Linked DNA regions of Hordeum vulgare: region 1 is linked to region 2. A link is a contact called in public Hi-C data. All regions are on one chromosome and are shown on one strand. The core of a region is the stretch at or near the end of the contact, and the rest is flanking DNA. Distances in the headings are between cores, read along the strand shown. Region 1 holds the start of LOC123447738 (probable U3 small nucleolar RNA-associated protein 7). Region 2 holds the start of LOC123447736 (mitochondrial import receptor subunit TOM6 homolog).

Region 1 (5,481 bases), core at 1,714-4,213, 310 kb before region 2:
TTGAACCTTGGAAACCATTGCAGTAAATATGCATAAAAATCCCGACAGGGAGGCAATGGAAAAACTTTGTGAGGACTTTTCAGTTTCTTAGGACAAAAGTAAACTGAACTCTGCCTATTTGATCTGAATTTTGCCGCTACCAATCAAACCAAATGAGATGGCAAAAATCAACTAGATCTAGTTCCCTGCCCCCAACATCCACACCTTCCATCAACTAAAAGTTGCATCATCTTTAATTACGAGTAGATAAAATAGCCATTTGTGAGCATAAGTTATCTTCTGTCCATATTGTGCAATGTTATTGTAGCCTTGGTTAGCATATTTTTGATTTTCTCATACGAATAGAACCAAACTCCACCCTTCTGTTAGTTTTTTGGTTGCATGGAAGGCACGCACTTTTATTACAACTGCATTTTGACTAAGCACTTATGATCATACTAGACGAATCTTGCCAGCTTAATTTTTTAGAAAGCACTAAACTTCAAATGGTGAATGTGTTGCAAACATCCAACATGCTGGGAAAACTGCTAAAATACTGTGAGCTGACCTGAAACTCTTTGATGAGATCCATACTCAACATATCCATCATACCAATATGACCTTTTCGCCCACCTACTATCATGTAGCGACCATTTGAGGTGTATTCTAGAGTATAAGGACCAAGTTCTGCATAAAAAAAGCTAGTTAGCTCCCTTACGATTTTCATAAATTATAAGGGAAGTTGATACTCAGCATTCATCAATGGGGCAATATAGATATAAGATATATATCTGTCAGAACATACAAGCACAGAAAAACACTCGCCTATCATTCAAATAAGTAAAACTGTTTAATGACAAAATTCTGATAGTGTCAATAACTCTATGTACACAATAAGAAGAGTATAAGTCTTACAAAGACAAACCAAATAAGTATCAGGGAATAAAATACTTGAATTTGGAAATGCTAATCAGCTAACTGTACCACACAAGAACATAAGTATCATCAATGGTGTTTCACATCAACATCTGTATTGTATGTAGTTTTTATTGGTACTGGATCATGTAACAATTGTCGCACAGCTTCAGAGAACACAAAATAATTACATATTTACCAGGTAAGATCATATCAAATGGTTTTCTTGAACTCAAAATGTCGACGCTACTACCAAGCTCTTGCTGTGTATATCTATATGTCTTTTCCAAACCTTCAGGCTCCAAGTAGCCCCCCTCAATAGGTAAAAACCACTGCAAATTGAGTTAGCAACAAATCAGTAAAATTGAAAGTCTCCCATGTTTGCAAAAGTCAAATTCGAAATATGTTAAGTACGAAGATCAGGAAGCATAAGGTAAAAAAAGATACAGCAGGAAATGTCAAAGGGTCCAGTGGTATATTGCTGCCAATAAGCACCATAAGTTTATGCAATAGTCCATCAAAGAGGCACAAAAATAATACTCCCTCCGTCCGGAAATACTTGTCATAAGAATGGATGTATCTAGATGTATTTTAGTTCTAGATACATCCTTTTTTATTCATTTGTGCGACAAGTAATTCCGGATGGAGGGAGTAGATATGTCGATCGTTACTCATGAGGTAGTATGAAATAACCTAAAGGAACTCCAAAAAGAGTATCACCAATAAAGTAATTTTACTTCCTACACAGTAGATACATACGAAAAATACCAAGCAATCTTTCATTGACTGGAACCGCTTTGGGAAGAACACCAGATAAACCCATGTCACACTAAACATGTGGGGTAAATCCTATAAATACAAGTCCATTACTTCATCCAAACAGATCCACATTATGCCAGTGAACAGCTAAAGACCATTGAAAAACTAAATATGAGCTGTATGATAAAATACCATATTGTCGTAAGTCAACAGTACAGAATACCAGATTCCATCGTATCATGCTCACTGTTATTCAGCTACTTATGTGTTTGCCGCAACAAATACAGAGACATTCTACAACAAATTCACAATACCGCACCTTTTCAGCCTGCGCAGCAGCTTTGGCAGATATTCCGATTAGCTTCTCTTTTCCGGCGAGCTGCCCTTTCAATTTCTTATCACGCAGAGCCTGCAACGAAATCACATTGAAACAAAAAAATGCCAATACACGCTTTTCAATCAGCAGAAATAGCAAAGCAACGAGCGCTGGACTCAACGAGTACACTTGTAGGAGAGTAATTATCCTACCGCCAAGTTAGCAGCCTTCCCCCGCGAAAACTTGACCACCTTCATCTCCATTTCATCCAAAGAGTTTTGGTGGTTCTTCGTCTCTTTGGGGTCTTCCGCGGCAGCGATCCCCATCCTGCTCACCCTGGATGGAAAGTACAAATGGTGAGACGGATGCGTGAGCAAATACAAACGAAGCATCTTTTGGAAACAAAGCTCGAGTGGATATCAAGAAATTGACCAAGTTAAATTAGCAGCAGCGACATTCTTCTAGCATGGCTACTATTGGAAGAATAAACAGACTGCTACTCCACAAGACCCGGCTTCTCTTTCGGTTAGTGAGGTGTGAAAACCGAAATTTGCGCCTGAGATAGTAAAACCGAAAATTCTACAGAACATGAAAACGCGGACTTTCAGTTACAGACTCTGTCACTTTGAGCAGGGTTGCGTTTCAATCTTTGACGGCGTAACATCTTGAATACGTAGCACCAAGCACAAGAGGCACGCAGAAAAGAAACTGGTAATGGTAGTAAACCTGGAAGTATATGCGCCGGGCACCGGTCTTCTTCGACGTGCTGGGCTGCCGGTGCTGCGGCGCGGGGCAGGAGGCTGGAGGGGAGGAGGAGGAAGGCGTGGGGATACGGCGAGCAAGGGAGTGCGGTGGCGGAGGTGCTAGCGAGGGCCGGTGTCGTCGGCGGAGGCGCTGGCGAGGGCCTGTGGTGGCGAAGCAGGCGGGGCGGCGGTCCTGGCGGCGACACGCTGCGACGGCTCTTCGCTCGGCCGCTCGGGTGTGGGCGTTCGGGGAACTAGGGCAGGACAGGAACCACGTCGGCCTTCAGGCCTCGGGAGTCGGGCCTTTAGCGAAACCCAATGGGCCTAAACATTGTGGTGGTGATACTACTTCAGTTTTTTTGGGTTAAATAGTAATGTAACGCACGTCTCGACCTATATTATGATCATTATGTAAAATTTATTTGTGTATGTAAATGAATAATCTATACCTACTAATAAATAAAATAAATATTCTTAGTCTGTCATGTAAATTTTGTTAAAAAGTCCCTAACCTTTCTTACAATCTACCCACGGTTAAATTCTCTAGCCCAGTACTACAGATACCGTGTCGTTTCTTTTCTTGCCCGAGAAACATTAGGAGACCGATCCCGAGAAATATTAGGAGACCGATCTAAATACAAGTACGACTATATTAAGCACCTCTTCTGAAACCAATGAGCGGAACGTGAAACCTATCACTAATGATGCGAAGCTGCAGCAGTCGCCTCGCCCCAAACTCATGACAGATCGAGGGACGGCGGTGTGGCCCTACAGCGGCCGACTTGACCTGGTCTCACAACATATTGACGAACGACGAGGACGCAAAGCCGGCGACGAGATTTGGGCGGTTCCGCCAACTCGCGACAAATCGAGGGATGACCAGGACACCTACAGCGTTCGCCTCGCCTCAAGCTCGTAACAAATTGAGGAACAAGCCCGAACAACGAGGACATCGAGCTGGAGATGAGCCTTGGGCGGTTCAACTCCAACACCAAAGCGCCGACAGCGTCTTATGCAGATCGAACACATGCACTGCTCTTGGTGGGATTCACTGAGATTCTTGTAGTGGTTGTTCTGGGCTCCCACTGTTTCTCATGGATATGTGGGATGTTCGATTCAGAGTGAAGAACCTTGGCGGGGCCTTGATAGTTGGGCAGGCTGCGAGCTGTAACTGCACAATGCCATGATCGAGCAGTTCATGAGTTTTGACATCCGGCTCGGTAACCTCCTAACCATGCGTGTTGTGTTGTTGATTTTGTTGTTTGGTGTTAATTGGCATAAAGTTGCATTGGCATGTGGCCATGTTTGCATCGTTGTGGACTTGTGCTGCATCAGATTCTTAATTCAAAAGAGAAGAGATGATCCTTTTATCTGGTCCTATTTGGATGCAACTCAGATAGACGCCGTCGCAAAGCGCAAAGCCCCGTGGAAGTGCATCTACTATTTACCACTGTTCGGAAGGATAATGGTCGGTCTGGTCGATGGCCGCAGCGAAGGCGGCGACTAGCTCTATACGGTGATGCGGCCCGACATCTGCATCGTTAGTGGTCTTCTTGGCATGGCACATGCCTGTGTCCCCCTTCTCGTGCCGACGCCACTGCATCTTCGTCCAGATTGATACACCGAAAACATTCGGTAGAGCATAGGCGACACTAATGCGATGCCTCCCATTCGGTTGAAAATAAGGGACAAGAGCATGATGAAGATTAATTAGAAAGCAAGAACACATACATGTGTTGTCCAGCAAGATTATGAGCATATTTTAGGCGAATTTCTTCTCAAGATCAAGCCCAACCTATTTATACAAAGTTGCAAACTAGGCGTGGTTGTAGCGAGTTTCTTCATGCGCGAATGCTTGTGATTGTTGTGCATCTGAAAAGAATATATGTAATGCATCAGTCATGGAAGAAAAATAGTTATAATAATAGTATTTGGCAGCGATAAATAAGATGGATTTGTTCTCCTCTCACAATGAAACAAAAGAAATAGTTTCTTGCAGTCATCTACGAGGTAATTAGGAGAAGATGGTGCATGGGCTTGGTTGATTTATTCTTTTATTTTGTATGTGTTAGGCACAAACAAAAAAAATTGCTTTACCAGATCTAAATTTAATTTTCTTACTCATGTAAGGTTGGGAAAGTGTTTTCTCTTACTCCTGCAAGTCAGAACTAAATTCTCTTTTATCTAGGTATTTGGATTGCAGTTTTATTATGTCAGAACATGTTGCGAGTCCTCTCAAATTTATTGATATTTCCACATGCATTTAATTTATTAATATCAAAATCCAAAGATTTCCGGATATCAAAAGGGACCAATTTAAATGGTTGAGTGATGTCACGAAAACAAAATTGACATTGAAGAATCTTCTTCAATCAATCCGTAGCAACGCACGGACATATTTACTAGTCTAATAGTAAATAGTAAAGGACTATTTGAGTACATAGTTGTGTTGGCAAGGTTCATTTTTCACTCAAAAAGTGATTGCTTTCTTATTTCAGATCGTAGCCTTCTTATTTCTATGCATCTTGAAGAACACATTCAAGTACTTAGGTACAAGCACTACCCACTATCTATCCATTCTTGTAATATGATTATTTTTTCACAAATCCTACTTTCCATAATCTTCTTTATGTTTCGACACCATCATTTCAACCAACTTCGTTGAGTGACACGGGTCCATGGAGTAGGGGAACAACCGCTCTAAAAAATATTTTTATATCTAAACAGAATCAACAAGAGAAAATAGAAAATATGTAACACTCAAATAAG
Region 2 (5,494 bases), core at 2,705-5,204:
TGTCTCGATCGGGAATTGTTCCCTGCTCATGTCGCATGATGATGTGCGATTATGTTCCTCGAGGCCGAGACGAGACGAACTGCATATGGTGAAGATACTTTTCTGATCAGGGCACTCGTGCGAACATTTTCTTAAATTCACAAACAAAATTTTAAACTTTGTAACCTTTCTCAATTTGTGAACATTTTTTTTTGAATCCATGGACAATTTTCAGATTTTTAAAGTATGCAGACTAAAATATTCTCCAATGTTTTTCTTAGAACCGGCTTGAAATTGAGCATGCATGTGCCAGCCGTGTTTCTTTTTTTTTTTTTGAACGGAAAGGCGAGAGTGGCCCTTATATTTCATGTGATAAAAGGGTTACATCATTTGCTAGAGTATCAATGAGGAAGCCAGGAGGCTCCTCCATCCACTTTATAGTTTTAGTGGGTTCAACATATCTAGCTAAAGAATCTGCAACCATATTTGCCTCCCTAGGACAGAAATTAAAATGAATAGAGCTAAAGTTCTTGACAAGAAAAGAGCATTCTTCATAAATTGCAGCAACCGGCCCGAGAGAGTTGACATCGTGTACCATGGTATCGATCACCTCCATGCAATGGGATTCGACCACAAGCTTCTGCACTCCCACCTCACTCGCCAAAATAAGTCCATCTATGAGTGCTCTTGCTTCGGCTGAGCTAGCGTCTTCAGCAAAAGGAATGCCACTGCATGAGCTGGCGATAAAATTACCTCTGCCGTCACGCAGAACCGCCCCTGTGCTACCAGTCCCCGAGTCGCGAGAGAAGCCAGCGTCAACATTAAGCTTATAGAGGCCCTCGGTCGGCAGCTTCCATCCATGACGGATGACTCCCGGCTTCTTACCCCTGGCCCTGGTGAAGTTCTTTGCAAGAGCTAAAATGGCATCTGCCGATCTGGGTGGTTCAGATATTTTCTCGCCATGGGTGAAGCTCCTTCTTTTTCATCAAACATACCAGACTATGGTTGCGATCAGCTCACAATGGCCAACATCCGATACGTCTGACCTAATTGTGCTCTTAGATAAGAGAAGTTTCGAAAGGATGGCACTCCCATTTTGCTCCAATGTGCCAGCCGTGTTACGGAGATTGCTTCGCTATCGTGGTTGATCGATTCAAGTCAACGACGGGAGAAGACCGAAACATGGTAGTGGGCCATCCTGTGTAGTAAGGAGATGTGCGTGTTTGCTCGAGACTCGGTGTGTATTGCGTCAAAGGCCAACCTTATTCGTCGCCTATGCGCGGCAAACAAACACTGCAATGCCCATTGGCAAATGTGAGTTGGGTCAACCCTGTTCAGGGTTTTTTCTAGTTTTTCCTGTTCTGTACTTCCGCTGCAACTTTTCTGATAGTTATTTTTCATGGTTTTATTTCTTTTTTTCCTTTCTTCTGTCTTTTCAATACACTATGTACAATTCTTTAATATATGATGAAGATTGTTTTAATGCACACTTATTACTTTTTGTAGTATACATTGAACCTTTTTAATACTATAAGATGATTTTTTGTAATTTTTATGATGAACAATTTTAATACGTACTGAACATTTTCTAATATAAGGCGAATTCTTTTAATACGCATTGAACCTATATAAAAACACACAGTGAATTTTTTATGAAACATTATATTATTTTAAGAGTTTTTAAAATATCTAGCTCTTTAAAAAAATGATAACATTTTTATTTTTGAAAAACTGACTAAAAATGAAGAGAAAGAACAAAAAACTATGCTTGGCAAGGAGAGCCTCTCCTATTTGCAAAATATAAAAAAAACAAATTGATGCTAATGGGCGTCCAATATGTTGTCTACGTGGCAGATAGGAGCGCTCCTGGACGTGATCACTTATTTCACGCGTTGCCCAAGGGAAACCGAGTAATTGTGCAATCCCGGCTCCCTAGTCCCCTGTCCTTTTTTTTCTTTCCCTAACTGTGAAAAACGCTCATGAATCTCATATGCAAAAAAAAAAAAACTGATGAACTAGGAGAATGTTCTGAATTTTTAAAAAAGTTCAAGGATTTTAGAAAATATTCTCAGATTCCAAAAAAACTTCACAAATTTGAAGTATATTTTCGAATTTACAAACAATGTTCACGAATATCTTTATTAGCATTTCAAAATGTTCATGAATTTGGAAAAAAGAGACAATAATTTAAAAAAATGTTCTCAAATTGGAATAATTCGTTTACATTTACAAACGTGTTCTTGAAATGCAAAAAGGGGTTCCAATTTTTTTAAACTCCTCACCTTTAAAAAATGTTCTTGGACTTAGAAATGTTTACAAATTTTAAAATTCTTCCGTATTTCAAAAAAAATGTTCGAATAATTGAAAAAATATTCATGATTTTTCGAAATATTTCCTATTTTTATTTTATTTCAACAGTTTAGAGAATGTTCGCGATTAAGAAATATTTTAGTGAATTCAAGAATTTTTCATGATTTTACATTTTTTATTTTGTTTAAAAATGTTCGTGAAATTGAAAATAAAAATAAAAAACAAAAAAAATGAATGAAAAATGAAGAGAAGAAGAAAAAAACAGAATAAAAACACAGAAATGAAAGAGAAACATACGTGGGAAGGTTATAGAGGGGAAATATCTGGTGCTACTAACAATATTACATCATGCTATAAAATTTTCAGATCTAAAGTCGAAACCTACTATGAGAAACGAAAATATAATTTTTTGTTGATGATAAGAAAATGGACCGAATTCAATCCAATTAACATTAGCTACTGTTCACACTTTGATTTCTTCCTTTTGTTTCTAGATATTTATTTGAAATTTGGATGTGAAACTTTATACCATAGTACTTCCTCCGTTTTTAAATATAGATATTTTTAAAGATTCTACTATGAACTACATACGAAGCAAAATGAGTGAATCTACATTCTAAAATATGTCTATATATACATATGTATACAATCCATAGTGGAATCTCTAAAAAACTTATATTCAGGAACGGAGGGAGTAACACATATGTATCGAACTTACATCTACACCATTCTTCTTTGTGTTTTTAAATGCTACAAATGTAAGTCATAGTGATCGCTGCACCGATAAAACCAAATGCCCTAGTGCACACGATAGACAACCATTTTTATAGAGCCTTTCGAAAACTGGCGAGAAGCACATATAAAACAATGGAACCGAACTGGCCCAACATGATTTGTGCGTTACGAGATATCCCATCGACCTACGCAAGGAATCTCCTGTTTTAGACAAACTCGCTAAGCTTTATTCACCTCGATACAATATTTACAGGTAAGAAACGAAGCTCTCCCGACCGGCCTAACCATACATGACGAGCAAGCCCCGAGCATTAAAGAGTGCTTAGCAAGATTGTGAGCCTCGAAAATCGAGCTCATATACTCCTGGGCGAAATTACAAGAAACAAAACTCCAATACCTATCTATTATTTCATGTACTATGTCACCATACGCCAACGAAGTTCCATTCTTGATAGATGTCATCCACGACAGTTTTGGAGTTTGAGGCAACATGCACGTTTTCTTTGCTCGTATAAATCATCAGCTAAAGCCAAACCTTCCGTCAAGACCATCGCTTCAAGAGTAACTGGATCAACAATATTTCCGAAGGTAATCGAAGACGCTCCCGATTGATCTTGGCACACTGCCGCGACTGCTCTTTATCCCTCACCGCTCGTTACGGCCCGCGTCAGAATTGATTTTAACATGGCCTGCCTCTGGTGAAGTCCATGCTGCTGGCCTAATTACCCCGGCTGTTCTGCTTAATGTTTGATTGGGTTTTGCAGTTATCTGTAGACCCCTCAGAAAATAAGTAGGATGAATCTATTAGTATTAGTTTCCAACCAGCGGGCTCTCAAAGATTTCTAACTCAAAACCGTGGTAACTGGGCCGGGCCCATCGTGCGCCGTCGGGTTCCCCAGGGCCACGGACGTAAATACGACCGACCCAGGGACCTCGCCGGTTTCCTCCCTAGAGCCACCGCAATCGCATCGCGCTAGGGTTTAAGCAGCAGCCTCGCCGCCTCCAGATCCCCAACCCTCGAATCCGGAGAGGAGCTCGCCGCCGGCGGCAGCCAGGATGTTTCTAGGCGCGGTGCCGCGGAAGCCGAGCAAGGAGGCGGCGTACAAGGAGCTGCGCTCGCACCTCTACATCATGGCCGGTTGCATCGCCGCCATCCGCGCCGCCCCCTACATCCTCCACTTCCTCAACCGCGAGCCCGGCATGACGGAGCTCAAGCTCGAGCTCTAGCTCAGCCCCCCGCCCCCCCCTGAGGTGAGCACCATCCCGCCACACGCTCTTCCTCTAGGGTTTGGTCGATTTGGGTGCGGTGCGTGTCAGCGTGTGTGATCCCGTTCTAGGACCGCGCGGTTTGGTCGTAGGGTTTGGTACTCGATCGGTTTCGATGTGAGCCTGCATGTTTGGATTATTCGCGGTCACCCTGGACACCGTGGGTACCAATCCGTATATGCTGCTGTGTTGAATTTAGTTAGATTCGTGGTCGTTTGTTGGGAGCCAGATTCAGTGTTTCATGATGCTTGGTCCACTCCGCTTTACTGGTATTTCGGCAAGTTAAGTGGGGTAGATTTCCCAACAAAAATAGCGGTGAATTATGTGGTCATCGTTTGATTTGGTTTACATCATGAGTGTCCTTAATATTCTAGGGATGGTAATGCTTTTAGAATTCTATGGTTTCGTTTGTAAAGCAGGTGATCTGTCTTTTTTATTTATGATCTTGAAGTTTAGGAATGCTGATTTGCAAATCGAGAAATTATGTAACCTAACTAATGACCTTCAACATGTAGATAGAAAGGATTTTTTTTTTCATAACAATCTAATTAAGTAATTATTATAGCATAAAAAGACAAAGATAGTCGTTTGGCCCAAAAAAGATTATACCATGTTTTAAAGAGTCCAACTAGCTTTTAGATAGGTTGTGACATTGAATTGGTTATCATCTTTAGCTGATTTACCATTCTCAAACTGTGTTATGATCTCTTGTTTAGCAGTATTGTTAGTGTGTGATTGGAAGATTGCTTAATTGGTTTATATCCCTTTTTTTATTAAATGCAGTCAGTTTGAGTATTTATCTGTTTTGATCACAGTTGCACTTCTTGCTGTCATCTGTTATCTTTTTAAATTTTGGCCAATGGATAAGAAGTTTTTTGTTTTAGATGATAATTACATATGTTGACCTTAAATCGATGGTACTTGGCTCCTTTTGAGAACAATGATAACTGTATTTTATGGTTTCGTTAATGCAGTATTCAGTATGTTCTGAATATTATTTTTCCTTTTTAGCATTCTGTTCTACTTTGTGGTGCATAAGCCGAGTCTTCCATTGAAGGGAATCAAATGAAATGCTTTCATAAAATTCTTGTAGAATTGACTTTGTGGTACATAAGCTGAGTCTTGCATAATGGTTGTTATTTCTTGACATTGCTTCTGAAGAAGGAATGGTGGAATTTTGTCAGTTATGCTTATGCATTTTTTT

What was found. A called contact is a pair of places that touch in the nucleus more often than the background predicts.
Region 1: a Hi-C map of seedling shows a contact between it and region 2, with 4 times the contacts expected there. The contact joins the promoter of LOC123447738 here to the promoter of LOC123447736 in region 2. A contact is called at or near these places in 2 of 6 Hi-C or Micro-C datasets (leaf and seedling).

The regions. Positions count from the first base shown.
Region 1 is chr4H:32,850,729-32,856,209 of MorexV3_pseudomolecules_assembly, reverse strand. It overlaps LOC123447738 (probable U3 small nucleolar RNA-associated protein 7), which reads right to left and starts at 2,963. Exons shown (of 8, transcript XM_045124386.1): 1 at 2,696-2,963; 2 at 2,182-2,305; 3 at 1,973-2,062; 4 at 1,148-1,226; 5 at 548-666. The coding sequence starts at 2,295.
Region 2 is chr4H:32,543,205-32,548,698 of MorexV3_pseudomolecules_assembly, reverse strand. LOC123447736 (mitochondrial import receptor subunit TOM6 homolog) reads left to right here and starts at 3,954. Exons shown (of 2, transcript XM_045124382.1): 1 at 3,954-4,275. The coding sequence starts at 4,081. The coding sequence ends at 4,251.